Linked DNA regions of Rattus norvegicus: region 1 is linked to region 2. The links are chromatin contacts, called in public Hi-C maps. All regions are on one chromosome and are shown on one strand. Each heading gives the region's core, a stretch centred on a gene start, on an enhancer-like site or on the middle of the called end of the contact. The rest is flanking DNA. Distances are from core to core; before and after follow the strand shown.

Region 1 (7,382 bases), core at 4,264-6,763, 280 kb after region 2:
ACTAAACCAAGAGTGCTCTTGGAGAAGCTATTGTGTGCAGCAAATGTATACACTCAGGCCTCAAGTTTGTCTACCTTTTAACTTTGGCAGTGTCCTAGAAGGCCATTGTGACTCGGTTAGTCTGCAGAACTCAATACTGACTGGGGAAAAAAACGTTGGTGAAATGCAAAATACCTTTAAGGTTTTTGTGTCAGGTTAATCGGCTTGTTAATAATGTTTTATACTTTTCTTGATATATAAAAAAAAGACTCTAATGAAGATCATCAAAGTAGATGTTCAGGTTTCAACTGAAAGTGGAAGGACACTGCTCTATGTCGTGTAAATTCCTCAGAGTGCTGGTATCACTTATATTCGAAGTACAAGTTCAGGGTGTGTTTAGCGGCCCTTGGAACTTGCAACAATAGAGATGTTTCTACACTTGGAAGCTTGACAGCATTTTCAATGTTACTCTGTTTAAGTTGGCGCCTGTGATATTATGCAAGGTTGCCATTTTTCTGAACTTGGAAATAGAAGAAGGAAATGGAGAGATTTTACTATAGTTCATATGTGGGTCTGTGTCTTAAGGGAGAAATAACTTTACTTGGAAAGCGAATAGTAACACTCTGTAAAGTTAGTAAGTATCCACCCTCTATACTGGGGACAAGGAATTACACAACTGGTATTTTACGGAACGTTGGCTGTGTTTATAGGATACTCAGATATTTCAGATAAGCAACAAAACTGAAGGGAGGCTGGGCTTCATCAATCAAAGTAGATTTTGAAAATCTCAAATGTGGATGTCTCTGAGCTGCAACTTGTTCATCTACAGAGTAGAATAATCTTCTTGAGCTTGTCTACCGATCAATGTCAATATCGATGGGAAAGCCTTCGAGCACCAACCAGTGTTCAAATCACCAGGCATTAAATGCCAAGTACCGTCATCATCCATCACTGTGCCAATGGGTGGGATTCCTGTCTGCATGAGATGTGTTGACTGGTTAGGCTGATTCTCCACACACATGTACACAGACACACATGCACACACACACACACACACACATACACACAGAGTTGTGCATAGGAGTGTGTCTACACACAGACATCAAGGTTAAGCTTGATGAGCAAGGGGGAGTGGCTCTTGAATGACCAAGGAGAGCTTGAGACTGGTCCGAGTTTTCTAGACGAGGCTAGAAACCATCAGCTTCATGCAGAAGCTGGGTCTTTCTGGTGAAGAACTGTGGAAACTTTGCTGAGGAAAAAATGCCAGGGCCATTTCACCTGCGCTTGCATTTATGCATGCCCCTTCTTCTTGAGAGGAATCATTTTCTTCTTCATCATTCTTATTCCCATCTCGCATTTATTCCCCACCCTTACTCTGAGCATCAATTAGCTCATTTATATTCACTGCAGCCCTTGTGAAGTGGGCTTTTAAAAATAACTACTACCCCCAATGAAAGCGGCAGAAGCTGGGAGTTAGGAAAAGGGATTTGCACCTAGAGGTAAAGACTGAAACTGGACTGGGAGCTGAGGAACCTTGGATCCACACGCAGTGTTGTATCTGAGCCCAGACCTACCTCTAGGGTGGGATGGGGGAAGTCAGCAATACTCAAGAGGGTGAGAACTGGCACCCATTTCATTTAGTTTTGAACACAATTATTGTGTTGTAGAAACAAATTGGAAAAGGCAAATGCATTTTTTTTCTTTCTCACAGTTCTGACAGGATAGTTCAGATCCTGAACAGTCCTGCCGGAAGTTGAATCAGTACCTCATAAAGCTTACACAGAGATGGAATTCCCACTCCTCTTCCCTCATCATGGGCAGATTAAGTTTGATGATCCACATTTCTGTCCCCGTGACGTCACAGATCATCACCACGGAAACATCTGTGCTGTAACAAACGCCGGCTTGCAGCACTGCTGGCCATGTTAGGGAGGAGAGGAAACTGGTCCAGGATGATAAGGCTCCCAGTCATGAAAGTTCACTCCACCTCTCATTTGCCTCGGCGGCTGTTCTTGTGAAGAGAAGTACAAACAGGGAGTTATTTGCAACGGCGAAAAGCAGGGCCCGTCGCTTATGAAAAGCTGGGCAAGGTTGAAAAGGCAGCTCAAGTACAAAACTGAGGTTCCTTAAAAAGTCACTATCTATGCTCTCTTGCATAATGGCAGCGGAAATTCTCCAGGGCACTTCTGCCCAACCGCTTATACAGAAGTTGTGTGAAGACGGGCTCAGGAGCTGCTGCTGGCTCTAGGAGCAAAGCAGAACCAGGATGCATGCACGTGCCTCTGCTTTACATTTATTGTTTGATGAGTCAAGGGCAGCATTAGTCACTGCAGCAAGAGACTCAGAATTAATTGCTGACTTGGGGAGGAGTCATAGGCTTGGTGCCCTGGTGGATTATGGGTAGGAATCTAGCCTCTAGTCCTATGTTGGCTTGGGCTGTGTTTTGCATAATATTTTGAATTAGCAAGAGGGTGGCATGGTAGAATGAAGGGGTGGTAAGTGAGGGTCACAAATAGGACCAGATTAAAATGACATGTGTGTTTGCAAATGTCCCAGTGAATCTCATTACTTCTTCGACTAACTTTAGTTAGAATTTTGTTGCTGACAAAAGTAAGATTATATAGAAAAAAAATCTGGATGCAAATTCTTCTTATAAATTAAAGAGCTGCTAAGGCAGGGCCCATATACTCCAAGGTCAGCAGTTATATCTACTTCATGTGTCCTTTTCCTGTCGAATTAACTCCCTGCCTGCTCCTGTGAGGGCTTGTTTTGTAGTCATTTTTGGCAGGATTTGAAGGTATCACTCCTAGCAGCTCTCCTGGAATGTGTAGGGTACCTCAGAACTGGCAGTTATGATTAACCGTTAGAGACTCAATTATCTAAATGTGGTCCCAAGATCCGTGCTGTCTGATAGAACACTGTGAAGATGAAGTTCTACCAGTGTTTTTGTCCAGTAACTCCTCACCTCTGGCAATATGAGTAATATGAGAAAGTAGAGAAATTTTCATATTAATCAAACATCAAATAAGTTATTTGTGGATGGTGGCTCCTACATCGGGCTAAACAGGTTAAATTATGAGGTTGAATTACAGTGAATTAGCCTCATGGATAATAAAATATGAAGGGTAAACTCTGAGCCTATATATGTGTACATGTCCATGTTACAGGAGTAGATTTTGTGTGTGTGTGTGTGTGTGTGTGTGTGTGTGTGTGTGTGTGTGTGTGTGTTTGTGGTGTATGGCTATGGTGGTGGTGTGGTGGTGGGGTCTACAACTTAGAACCATCTATTTCCAGAATGGGAACCACCCCTTATCCCCTAGTTATAATTTTTGTGAATTGAGGAGATCAAAGAGTATACGCACACATTCTAGCAGCATACTAAAGTCTGGATAGGAAGTTTCACTGTGCTCTGCCCTGTAAGTTGTTCAGGGAAGGGAACTACTTAGACACAACAGCCATGCCTGTATCTGGAAAGGCTAACTTATTTGATGGTCTGCTGTGTCCACAGCCACATGTGTGGAATCACTGTGAAAGAGTGGATGGGATGTCCATAGACCGGTGCTAGATTACTCTGGGGCCCTTCTGCTTTTAGGGCCAATGCCCATGGCAGGTGTCTGTCACAGTTCTCTTCACGAACATACAAACACATCTACTGGTCATGTGACTGCTGTAAATGGCTGATGAGCAAGGCTCTTTAAGATCCTTCATTCATGTAATGTAGCCATATATTCATACCAGGTGTAGCTGGGAAGTTTGTCATAGCCCCTCTCCTCTAGGTGGTTCATCATTGAGGCAGAGGTGGTAATTCTAGACCCACTACAGGCAGTGCCTTTTGGTGGTTCCCCGGCTACTAACCTGAGTGCTCCCATAATCCAACTGGTCTAGTTGAAAGACTAAGTTGGTTGGCTACTGTGTCTGAGGATACGCAAGGAGCATCAACTGAATTAAACTCAGTTTATTCAAGATGGATCTATAAACTACAGCCTCCCCAGGCCAAAAAAGTACTCCAAGAAACATACAAAATCTATTCCAAGAAACATACAAAAATCTGGCAGAAATGACAATGAGAATAGTAGCCTCTAATTGGTTTTAAAACGCCTAATACTAACCCTCTTGTAGTGAGGGCTGGGGAAAGCCCAGGTGACTGTTTTCTGTCCGAGTCATCCATTCAGCAACATACATCATCTGTATACATGTCACCACACTCATCTCCCTATTCTGCTTTTTCAGGCAAATGTCCCCATCCATACCTAGGCTGACAGTACATTAAATAAACCCTAAAATTCAGTAAGGAGAAGAAACCTTGGGGCCAAAAACAAAGAGTAGGTCTGAAATGCTTTTAAACTTTTTAGCGCATTTTTTTTCATGTGAACCAAGCCAGACTCCTGTAATGTCAAATCACGTGCACGCGTCTCTCCTTTCCCTGAACCCTGAGTCCTGCTCCCAGACACAAGAGAGCTAAAAATTCATATTCCGCTGAGGAAAGGCAAGCCTTGGTGAACAGATGGAGTGGAGTTCAGCATAAAGGTTTAATCCTATCAGGCTGATTCCTGTATGGCCATCTGGATAATCCCACACACACATTCAAGTCCTGTTAAAAATACGACTCTAGCCAAGATTAATGTCACAGATTTTCCACTGGACATGTTCATATTTGACTTTATGATTTTCCCAGCCTAGGAAGATTGCTTGTGAATAAAGGCTAGTGTATTCCTTGAAGAAGTGGCTACATGATTTTATTGTGGTTGTTGTTCAATCTGGAAATGGTTTTCCCCTTTCCTTAATATCGGGTGTTTGTGGGGATGTTTACCACTCCTCTGCCTCCTTGGCTCTCCTTCCTCAAACTGTTCATACAGCAAGTTAATTAGGAGAAAAGGGTAAAAATCATTTTGTGCAAAAAAGTTTCCCTAGTTGGGAAAAAAAGGGAATTATTTACTCATGGTGTCCTCAGAGGCAAGCAGTTTCATGACTGCTTCGACAAATAGCACAATTGGATCCATGAATAATTCATTCTGAGGGTTTGCCTACCCTCCATGACTATTTCCCCATATTACTTAGCAATGGAGTGGCTGACAATCACAGAACAAGGGGAGGAGAGAGAGAGCTCGTGGCGACATTTGCCTTTCACTGTTTCAGAATTAGAATTCTGTGCATTTTAATTCTGAGTCACATGCGAAATGCAAGTTGGAATGGAGTGTATTCAGCCCTCCTTGAGTCACAAAATTCTGAGCTTCTGTGTGTATTTAACAAACAATTTTTGTATATTATGAAACAATGCTTTGTTGCCTGTCATTAAATCCAAAAGCCTTCAACAATCTTTCAAGTGCAATTTAGAAGTTATAGGCACATCAAAATGTCAAGATTTTTTTTCCCCCACAGCTAAATTGTAAAACAGCCCTGAAGAGCAAAAGTGAACAAGAGTTCTGGATCTCAGAGAGACAGACTTAGAAATTCAGAACCAGCTGCCCTGGAATGTTCCAGAATACAGTTGTGACCACACTTATGCCCTTCTCTTGCTCAGGCTCTGCTGTGCCCACTGGTGGTACTCAGAACCTCAAAAGAAACAAGAAAGCAGAAAATTAAGTAGGAAGTGGAGAGCGTGTGGACCGGGTCTGTGATTGGCAGGTGGCATCTCTTGGGCCAAGTGGAGGAGAACCACTTCCTGCCTTTATAGGAACAGTCTTTGGAGCAATGTTTCCATCTAGTGACTGGGAGGTTTCTCCTTTCCTCCTTTTTCAGAGCCATTAATGCTGTCAGAGCAAGGTTTTTTTTTTTTTTTTTCCTGCCAGATGAAGTCACTTTGGGATAAAGGATGCAAAGCACTTGAAAGTCTCGATTTCCTCATGGAATATTTAATAGGTTTAATTGCATCTGGCATTGAGAAACCTCTATATCATGGCGTGCATTTCCCTTTAAAGTGACAAACACCACACACACACACACAGAGAGAGAGAGAGAGAGAGAGAGAGAGAGAGAGAGAGACAGAGAGAGAGACAGAGACAGAGACAGAGACAGAGAGAGAGACTCTTGTATATAAAATACTATAATTCTTTTGCAAAGCAACATCTAGATGTTTTGCTAGACAAAGCAGTAAATGCAGATCAATAGCAAAATGAAACACACTCTAATAAGTGATAAAATACTTAACTACACCCTGTGTTTGCAGAGGACCATAAAGAAAAGCAGAACCAGACCCGGGTAACTCCTCAGAGCAGCATGTGTGTTGCTGTAGCTTTTGGGACAGGGCTGTGTTTCTTGTGGTTGGGGGGCACCTGTGGTGGTGGTGGTGTTTGCCTTCTGCACATGGGTCCGCCCCTGGCGGGTGGTAAATGCCTAATGTGGTGTTGTAGTGACTACTAACTTCTCAGGCACACTGTTGGAGGACATTTGGCCCAATAACAGACCCTGTGCATGGTGAGGGTGGAGAGGGCTAGCCTTCCAGCTAGTGTCAAACCCTCTCTCTGGTCCCCTTCTTGTCTTTAACTGATTGCTTGGAAACAAAGGAAGAGTTGGGGAAAATAATCATTTCCCTCAAACGAGTAGCATGACAGATTATTGAGACGGCTCACTGAGTAGAAATGGGGATCTTCTATAGCCCAAGAGCTTCTGGAATGGGGTTACTCCCAAACACAGCATCATTCAAACCCAGCAGATACACAGGAGAGAGGTTTGATGAGCGCACAAAGGTACCATTGGAAGGAGCTCAGCTCGGACTGGCAAGATGATTCGTCAGGTAAAGGCGCTTGCTGCTGCCAAGACTTACAAAGACAAGTTTGATTACAAGTAACCCACATGGAGGAAGGGAAGAACATACCCCCTCACGTTGTCCTATCGAGCTGAATCTCCTGTGGTCACTCCACACTCTACGTGTGTACTCTCGAATGTGTATAACACCCCCCCTTCACCGTCAACAGACAGACAAAAATACGTTAAAAGTTAAAAGAGTCCAGCCTACAGGTTTTGCATTTTCTGCCAAGCATCCACCCTTAGAATGTTAACAGTAAAGATGCTGCATATGAAACAGTTCTGATACATTTCCTGATGAGCATTCATTTCAGACAACTATCTTCAAGAAGGAAAACAAACGACGATAACTCGCTCTGCTTTGGGATGTTGCAGTGTCAGTCCATTCAGCTAACCCACTAGCAAGTAGCTAAAAACACTTAGGACGGTTTGATAATAAACCGTAGACAAACTCTATATAATAAAAATAGAAAAACTCCAAATGATGAACACACAGGGCACTATAGTAAAGAAATGAACTCCAGTTACCAGAAGACCAATGATAATAATGATAGTAATAATAATAAAAACAATAATAATATAACGACGATGATGATGAATGGTTATGGTAGAAACTAGCATACAGAATACCTGATATGGGGTTGGCACTTCCTGTGAGT
Region 2 (7,560 bases), core at 336-2,835:
TCTTTCCTTCCTTTCCCTCCCTCGCTCTCATCTCTCTTCCCTACTTCCCAGTCTCCCTGCGGTTGTGATGGAAGTTGGCTTAAGCCCCCTTCGCGTTTAACAGAAAGAACTCTGTGTGCCAAATAACCAGCTAATCAGAGAAGGCAACATCCTTGCTGTGTTGGTAAGGAAAAATAAAGCTACTTTGCGGAGCAGGAGAGGGGTTTGGGGATCTGAAGATATTTAGAGTCTCACCCTGGCACAGTCCCAGAGACCTATTCATTCTTAAGAGACTGCTGAAGTGACCGAGTAAGAACCGCGCCCAACAGCGTTTGTGTCTGGGCTAACCCCAGAATCAGAGGCATTTCAGAGGCCTGCTAAGGACCGAGTCTGGATCACACAATCCCTTGTGCGATCTACTAAAGTATTCGTTGGGGCAATAGGCTTCTCTACCTCTCCTGACACGGAGACAGTGTGTCTTCCGAGGGCCCACAAGTCTCGATCTTGCTCGCACACAAAGTTCAACCCGCTACCCTTGCTTCAGAGAGAAGAGCTGGGCACCTGGGATGGGCATCCTGGCTTTTCTGCCTGGTCAGTCCTTTTTCCTCCAAGTTTGCCCCCGAAGTCCTAGGACAGCCGAGCAAGGGACTAGGCGTCTGCCCAGGGAGAACGCAGTCAGTACGCCTCCGTCGCGCTCTGGGCGCTGAGGGGATGCTCAGGAACTGCCATGGCGCATACCCCTTCGGCTCAGGATACCTCCATCTCCTTCCCTCTGCCCCCTTTCTTGCTCTTTACGGCCGAGCTCCCTCCAGCCTAGATGCTGGTGCTCAGAGCTCCCTCGTTCGCCACTTTGCCGGGAACTTTGGCGGCTCCCCTGCGCCACCCAGAGAAGGATGTTAATGAGGGAGTGTGGCCAGGCTCTGTGAACAAGCCAGCTCGGGAGCTGCGATTGGCTGCGATAAGGCGGAAGGATGACGTTATGCAAAGAAGGGGCGTGTCCAGGCTGCGAGGGCCCCGCCTCCTTCCCTTTGGGGTTAGTGTGCCTGTGTTTAGCTCTAGGGAGAGTCAAACTGGATTCCACAGGGAGAGCCTGCAAATCACTTCTATTTTAGCAAGGAGAAAACAGAATCTCCATCCAGCAGGGTCCACCCCTCTCTTTCTCCCTCTCCTCTCTTTTTCTATCTCTTTCCCTCCCCCCCTTCCTCTTTCCCTCTCTCTCCCCTTCCCCCCACCCTCTCCGGTGTATCTGTCTACAGCAACCAGCGTCCTCATCTACACGCACGGAAAGGAAAGAAACATCTTTGGTTGAGAGAGGAGGAGGAAAAAAAGAGAGAGAGAAAAAAACTTGCCTGGTTGTGGAAAATGACACTTCAAGTAGCCAAGCCGGCTTCGAGAGTCGTATCTATTGTTTCTTAAATTGTCATCAGGGTGGTTTTTTTCTTCCTGCTTCTTCAAGTGAAGGTACCGCTACAAAAGGAAACTCCAGCCCCTCCTGTTCTCCAACGGCCTGTGATTACTACAAAAAGAAAAAAAAAGCAAAAAAAAAAAAAAAAAAGCAAAAAAAAAAAAAAAAGGAAAAAAAAAGCACCCAAACTCAAAACCAACCAACCAAACAACCCCCAACAGCCAAGCATACATCTCTGTTTTTTCTTAATTTTGGTCTTTTCGTTGGATTTTCCCTTTCTTTTTTTTCCCTCGCCCCCCCCTCCTTGTTATCGCTCAGTTTTGAGCGAAGGTTTACATTTTTAAAAATTTTGCTTTTCAGCCCGCCTTGATGTAGCGCGAGTTTCATCGACTCAAAAAAAAAAAATCTGTGGTTGGAGTTTTTTTTTTCCTTTTTTTTTTTTAATATTTTCAAAGGGGAGGAGATTTTCCACAAGAAAAGGTTGTTTTCATGTTTGGGATCCAGGAAAGCATCCAACGGAGTGGAAGCAGTATGAAGGAAGAGCCGCTGGGCAGCGGCATGAACGCGGTGCGGACGTGGATGCAGGGCGCCGGGGTGCTGGACGCCAACACAGCGGCGCAGAGGTGGGTACCGCTGGGGGACCGTGGAGGAGAGGCCGCCGGCTAGCGGGAGAGCCCGGAGACCGCGGCGCCGCTACCCGGGGCCCGGCCACGCGAGTGCGTCTGCCGCTGCGCTGCGCTCGCCGCCTGGGCTCCGCGCTCCCCGGCTGCGCAGCACTCGTCGCCGCCGGCCAGAGAACAGCGAGCTGCCGGAGGGAGCCGAGCCCAAGCTTTGTCGGCACTTTCCGCAGCCCCATCTGCGAGTGTTTTCGTTTTGTTTTAACCCAGAAGAGGAGTCTCTGCAGCACGGTGTTGGATAGCTGCGCTTTTCTGACCGCTTGTTTTCTTTTCTGGGTGGCTATATATTTTTCCCCTTCTCCTTCCCTTCCCTTCGCTTCCTTAATTTCTCTTCAGTTCTTTCCCTTTCCCCCGTTCCTTCTCTCTTCTCTTTTTTCTTAATTTTCTTCTCTCCCCTTTCTTTCTTCCTTTCCATTTCATTTCACATTTCTTTCCTTTCTCCCTATCTTTCCTTTCTTTTTTCTACCTTCTTTAATTTTTCCTTGTCCTTCCCCACTCTTTTTCTCTTTCTTTCCTTCTCAGTTTCACCCTTCTTTTTTCTTTACTCTTTCCTCACCCGGCTGTCTCCTCCCTATATTCTCTCCCCATTTCTCTCCTATCTGGTTCTTTACTCTCCCCTCTCTCCACCCCTTAGCCTTCAGTTTTTCTCAGTCTGCCTGTAGAGGAGTGATTTCCAACTTTAATTCTCACATCTCCTAAAAGCCTTTCTCATCCCCTGTCACCTTGGACTCCTCCAGTCCCTCTCCAGCTCTCCAGACCCTACACTGAGTGGCTTGGAAGCCATGCTCTTGGAGGCCAACTTGAGGAACTTCCCTGGACACACCCAGTGCCCTGTCCAGGGGCTCCTGGTCCCAAGTGAGAAATGGTACCTTGCTCTTTTCATTCTTGGCCACCAGCTGGGCTTAGGGAAAAGTTTGTGGGCCCAGGCCCCATTAGACATATAAGGTGCAGAGGGAGAAGGGAGAGTAATTCCATCTTTCCAGTTTTTTTGGGGGGGGGGCAAGGACTAGGGACAACTGTCCTGTACCGTTTCCATCCCGCTGAGCACAGGGTTGGGAGTGGTTGGTAGTGAGAGTGAATTGGGTAACTAGGCTGGAAGCGAAAGTGTGTGTGTGTGTGTGTGTGTGTGTGTGTGTGTGTGTGTGTGTTGCCCGCCAGTGTCCTGCAGTTTGGGCTGACATTGTGGTGTTCCCGGGCACCCCAATCTTCAGTCCCCAGTCCCAGACGGATCTTCTCAGCCAAGCAGCCTTGGTTTCTGCAATGTGTGAGGATGATTTTTCAGAATGGCAAAACTTTGTCAAGACAGGTCTTTCATTAAACAATTAAACCAAACAACAACAGCCACCTACAACAGTAAAACAGAACGCCCCAGTTCCCTTTCCAATGGCGATCGATCATTTCTAATAGCCGCGAGTCCCAATCTGGGACCCTTCTCCCCTTGCTTGTGTTTGTGTAGAAAATTAGCGTGCTGAGGCCGGCTACCGGCAGCTGGAGGAGGCCAGGGAATTTCCTGGAGGGTGGCTGCTGCAGCGAGCAGCCTAGCATCCCTGCATACATTTCCACCTGCCCACTTACTTGCGAGATTTGGAGGCGTAGTTGGAACCCATTCCCACGCCCTGGCCTTCGAAGTAGTAAACTGCGCACTTTCTCTTTAACCCCCTTTCGCTTCACCCACGGTCACGTTTCCTCTCCACGCAGTGCGCTTCCAGTGGAGTAAAGATTGTAGCGTTTCATCTCCTACCCAAAACCCAAACAAAACTTTCACACCTCTGAGTTCTGATGACCCGCTGTCTCTGGAAGGGGAGGACAGGGACATGAGTGACATTTGTGCGGTTCCTCAGCCGCGCTAGAGCTCCTGATGGGTCATGGAAGGAGCCCAGGAGATGTTTTGGGAGCAGAGAAGGTGGGTGTTGGGGGGTTCGCTCGCGTGTCCTGGGTGACAGAGGGGTGCGGGACACAGTCTGGGTTAGCCATCTAACTCTGCGTCTTTGGTCGCAGCGGGGTGGGTCTGGCCCGGGCTCACTTTGAGAAGCAGCCGCCTTCTAACCTGCGGAAATCCAACTTCTTCCACTTCGTCCTGGCCCTCTACGACAGACAGGGCCAGCCCGTGGAGATTGAGAGGACGGCCTTTGTGGGGTTCGTGGAGAAGGAAAAAGTAAGTGGGCGCAACGCAGTCCCCAGTAGTCCCGGGCTCAGAGAGAAGGCCCAGGCTCCTTAGAAGCCGCCTCCATGTGTGGGCAAAGCTTTGCTCACACTCCTGTGAGAGCCCCCCACCCCCGCCCCCTCGCCTCCAACTACTTCCCGTCCTGGACGAATCCAGGCTCCTGGGACACAAGGTCCTGCTCCAGAAAGCTAACATGGAGCCCCCAGAACTGGAGAGATTCCAGGGAAAATGAACGGAACCCTACTTCACTCTAGCCCTGGGAGCCTAGGGGTGTGCTCGCTCGAACTATCAGATCTGCATTGCTTGCCTCAGATGGCCCAGGCTGCAGTCCCCAGACTCTGGGAAGAGTCTCACCCATGTGCATCTCACAGAAATTTCTGGAATGGTAGAAAGAAAGCAGTTCAGGATGACTGTGGAGAAAAGATTAAGTTTGCCACAATTTCTGTTGCTATTGGGGCTGGCTGGCTTTACAGGATTTGGGGGGGGTCCCATTTGGGAAAAGTTGCCTTGAAGTTGGTGCACTCGCTCACGGAGACCTCTTTCCTCGTCTCTTGTGTCTTTGGGCCTTGCTGCAAACCAGGAAGCCAACAGCGAAAAGACCAATAATGGGATCCACTACCGGCTCCAGCTCCTCTACAGCAATGGTGAGGCTCCTGTCGGGTCGGTGCCAGCACCCTGGGGCTCAGGGTCAGGGCAGGGGGCTCACGGAGCTCCAGGTGGACGAAAGCCCCCCAGCGAAGCTCAGCCGTCAGCCACCCTCCAGGTGAACAGGCCTCTCCGAAATTTCATTCTAGAAGTTTCTCACCTGAGGAGGCAGAGGGCGGCTTGGTCAGTCCAGGGCTGACCAGAGGCCACTTTTCCCTGACAAGACCACTCGTTTGTCTTCTTTCTCCCCTTCTTGAGGCCTGTGTTGTTCGGCCAAATTTCCAAGTCTCAAGGCTCTTCGGGTTATTTTTGGGGGTGGGAGTGGGAGGGTAGGAGTGGAGGTGCTCCTGACGGATCCAGGCGGCTTCAGAGGGACTCTAGCCTGGGGGATGAAGAATGGCCAGGTTGAGGGGCTTCCCTCTTTTTCTAGCTCCAGTGCTTGGAGGAGGCTTGCTTCTAAGGGAGTAGGCCCGCAGATCCTTTCTGGATTCTGGGAAGGAAAGTCTTGGCTCGCCCCTTTCAGGACAGCGGGAGTTCCCCTTGGCCTTGGACCCCATTGTGTGCAGTTTTTGTTTGTTGCTATTGTTATGTGTATTGTGGAGTTCTCTTTTCTTTCAGGGCTTATCCCCTCTCTTAATTTTCCTTCCTCCCTCCACCCCCAGGGATAAGGACCGAACAGGATTTCTACGTGCGCCTCATCGACTCCATGACAAAACAAGTAAGTTTCTTAAAATTCCACACGGAGGGGACGGACGACTCTCAGGTCACCAAATTTGCTGCAATTCAAAAGCTGGTTGAGCTACTGAAAGATGACTGGGACGCAAACTCTTAAGCCAGGGTGGCCCTGGCAAAGTTGTTGCAGCGCAGGCTTCCCAGACCATTTCTGCTCGAGGCTCACTGTCTCCCTGGGAAAGCCAGGCCTGGCGATTAAAACCTGGGGTGCTGAGAGAAGGAAAAAGGCCTGAACTTCCTCTGGCTTGGCCAAGGAGTCCTAGGGGAAGCAAAAAGAGCCCTAGAGACAACCCCCTCCGGGGTGGCCTTATGGACTGAACTCTTGAAACGCAAACCAGCCAGGTCTCCCCCAAGGCTCAGGCCTGAGGAATTGGTTTGGGGGTGGGGAGTTGGGGAGAGGTAATTCTGGCTTCTTTAGAAATGAAGCTGTTGGAATTTGCAAATGAACTCTGCACAGATTTTTTTTATTTTCTTAAAGGCGATGGTATTGGAAGGTAGTGTTGGAAGTGGGAGCCTACAGTTGTTCAAGGATATTTGCAAAAAAAAAAAAAAAAAAAAAAAAAAAAAACCCTCCTGCTTTGGCCTCCAAGTTTGGCTGTAAGCCAGAGAACAAGAGCTAGCTAGCTTTCTGTCTTAAAGGTACACAGACAGCATTTTCTTAAGCTTGCCAACACACAGTGTCAGGCAGTATACATTAAGGTTGAGTTATGTTTTAAAAGATACAATTATGAGCCGAGTTGGAAGTGAGGCTTGACATTTTAATGAGGCACAGGAAGTTTTTTTTTTTTTTAATCTATCCCCCTTCTTGATTTTAAGAAAAAGTATAGTTTCAGAATGAAGTAGCTGGTTAGTTAGTTGAAGTAACAGAAAAAGAGAAGACGGCTTTATTGAGGGGGGGAGAATTCCAAACAAAAGGAAAAGTTATCTCTTGTACAGCAAACAGTAATTTATCGCAGGGTTGAAATGTGTTTATTTGATTGACATTTTAAATATTCCTTTTAAAACAAGGAAGGGTGTTCTTCCTTCACTGGCTTAGAAAGTTTGGAATTAGGGTGTTCATGGATAATTGAAAATAGCTTTAGATCTGCCTGGCTATAATGTGCATAGTACACATTAATAAGCTGTTGGGAGTCGGAAATCTTAACAAGAAGCATTTAATCACAGCTCATGTTGATTATCATGTTTATATTGTAATGCAAATAAAATATATGGAATTATGGACAGGAAGCATATTTTTAAAGTAATAAGTGTCTAAAATTGCTATCGTGTTATTTCCCTTACGTATTTTTGCCCCTGGAAGACTGTGTTTATTTCTTAGTTGACAGCTCAGAGTGAATTCCCATTTATTGTTCTAGCTACAGTTATTCTCTTGAATTCTTTTGATTGCTACATAGAGTAATTCTCTGTCCTTTGGACACTGAACTTTTGATTTTTTTTTCCTGAGCAGAAACACACACAAAAAAACTTGATTTAGTGTTTTTTTAAAAATGTTTTCTGATATCAAAACAAAATACATTAGGTGGAATTTGGTTTTTCAAAAACAGCTTTTGATACGATGGGTGTCATTTCTTGTCCTTCTCGTCAGAGAGGAGTGAAAACAGGGAAGCCAGAGGGGAAAGAATGAACCTTAACCCCTACTCCACAAGTATTTATTAGGACTTACTTTTTAAGAGAAAGGACATCTACACCAACAACTGTACAGGGTCGATGTGTTTATGTAGTTGACCACTGCAAGTGCAGGCCGAGAGCTATGAGGAGCTCTACTCCAAGGAGCATAAAGTTGCAATAAGTTTGGAGACATTGTTTCTGTTTGATTTAAATCTCCCCAAAACTTTTAATTCCTACCTCCCTAAGCAAATATTGCTACTAAGAATTGATTCTTATCAACAAACTCTCTCATATGAGAACAGTGGAAGGAATTTTTTTAAAAATATAAAGCAATATGACAAACATTTTAC

What was found. A called contact is a pair of places that touch in the nucleus more often than the background predicts.
Region 1: a contact with region 2 is called in a Hi-C map of Schwann cells, with 4 times the contacts expected there. The contact joins the enhancer-like site here to the promoter of Ebf1 in region 2. A contact is called at or near these places in 4 of 12 Hi-C or Micro-C datasets (the A7r5 cell line, Schwann cells, kidney and 1 more).

Annotation. Positions count from the first base shown.
Region 1 is chr10:29,879,403-29,886,784 of GRCr8, forward strand. The region is part of intron 8 of Ebf1 (EBF transcription factor 1); the gene reads left to right. LOC120095079 (a long non-coding RNA gene) reads right to left here and starts at 1,824. Exons shown (of 3, transcript XR_005490166.2): 1 at 1,745-1,824. Within about 2 kb of position 5,514, at least 1 of the 93 cell types and tissues checked has an H3K27ac peak or open chromatin away from gene starts, as enhancers often do. A contact at or near this core is called in Schwann cells, where this site is marked.
Region 2 is chr10:29,600,336-29,607,895 of GRCr8, forward strand. Ebf1 (EBF transcription factor 1) reads left to right here and starts at 1,586. Exons shown (of 16, transcript NM_053820.2): 1 at 1,586-2,007; 2 at 4,060-4,216; 3 at 4,806-4,869; 4 at 5,533-5,588. The coding sequence starts at 1,874.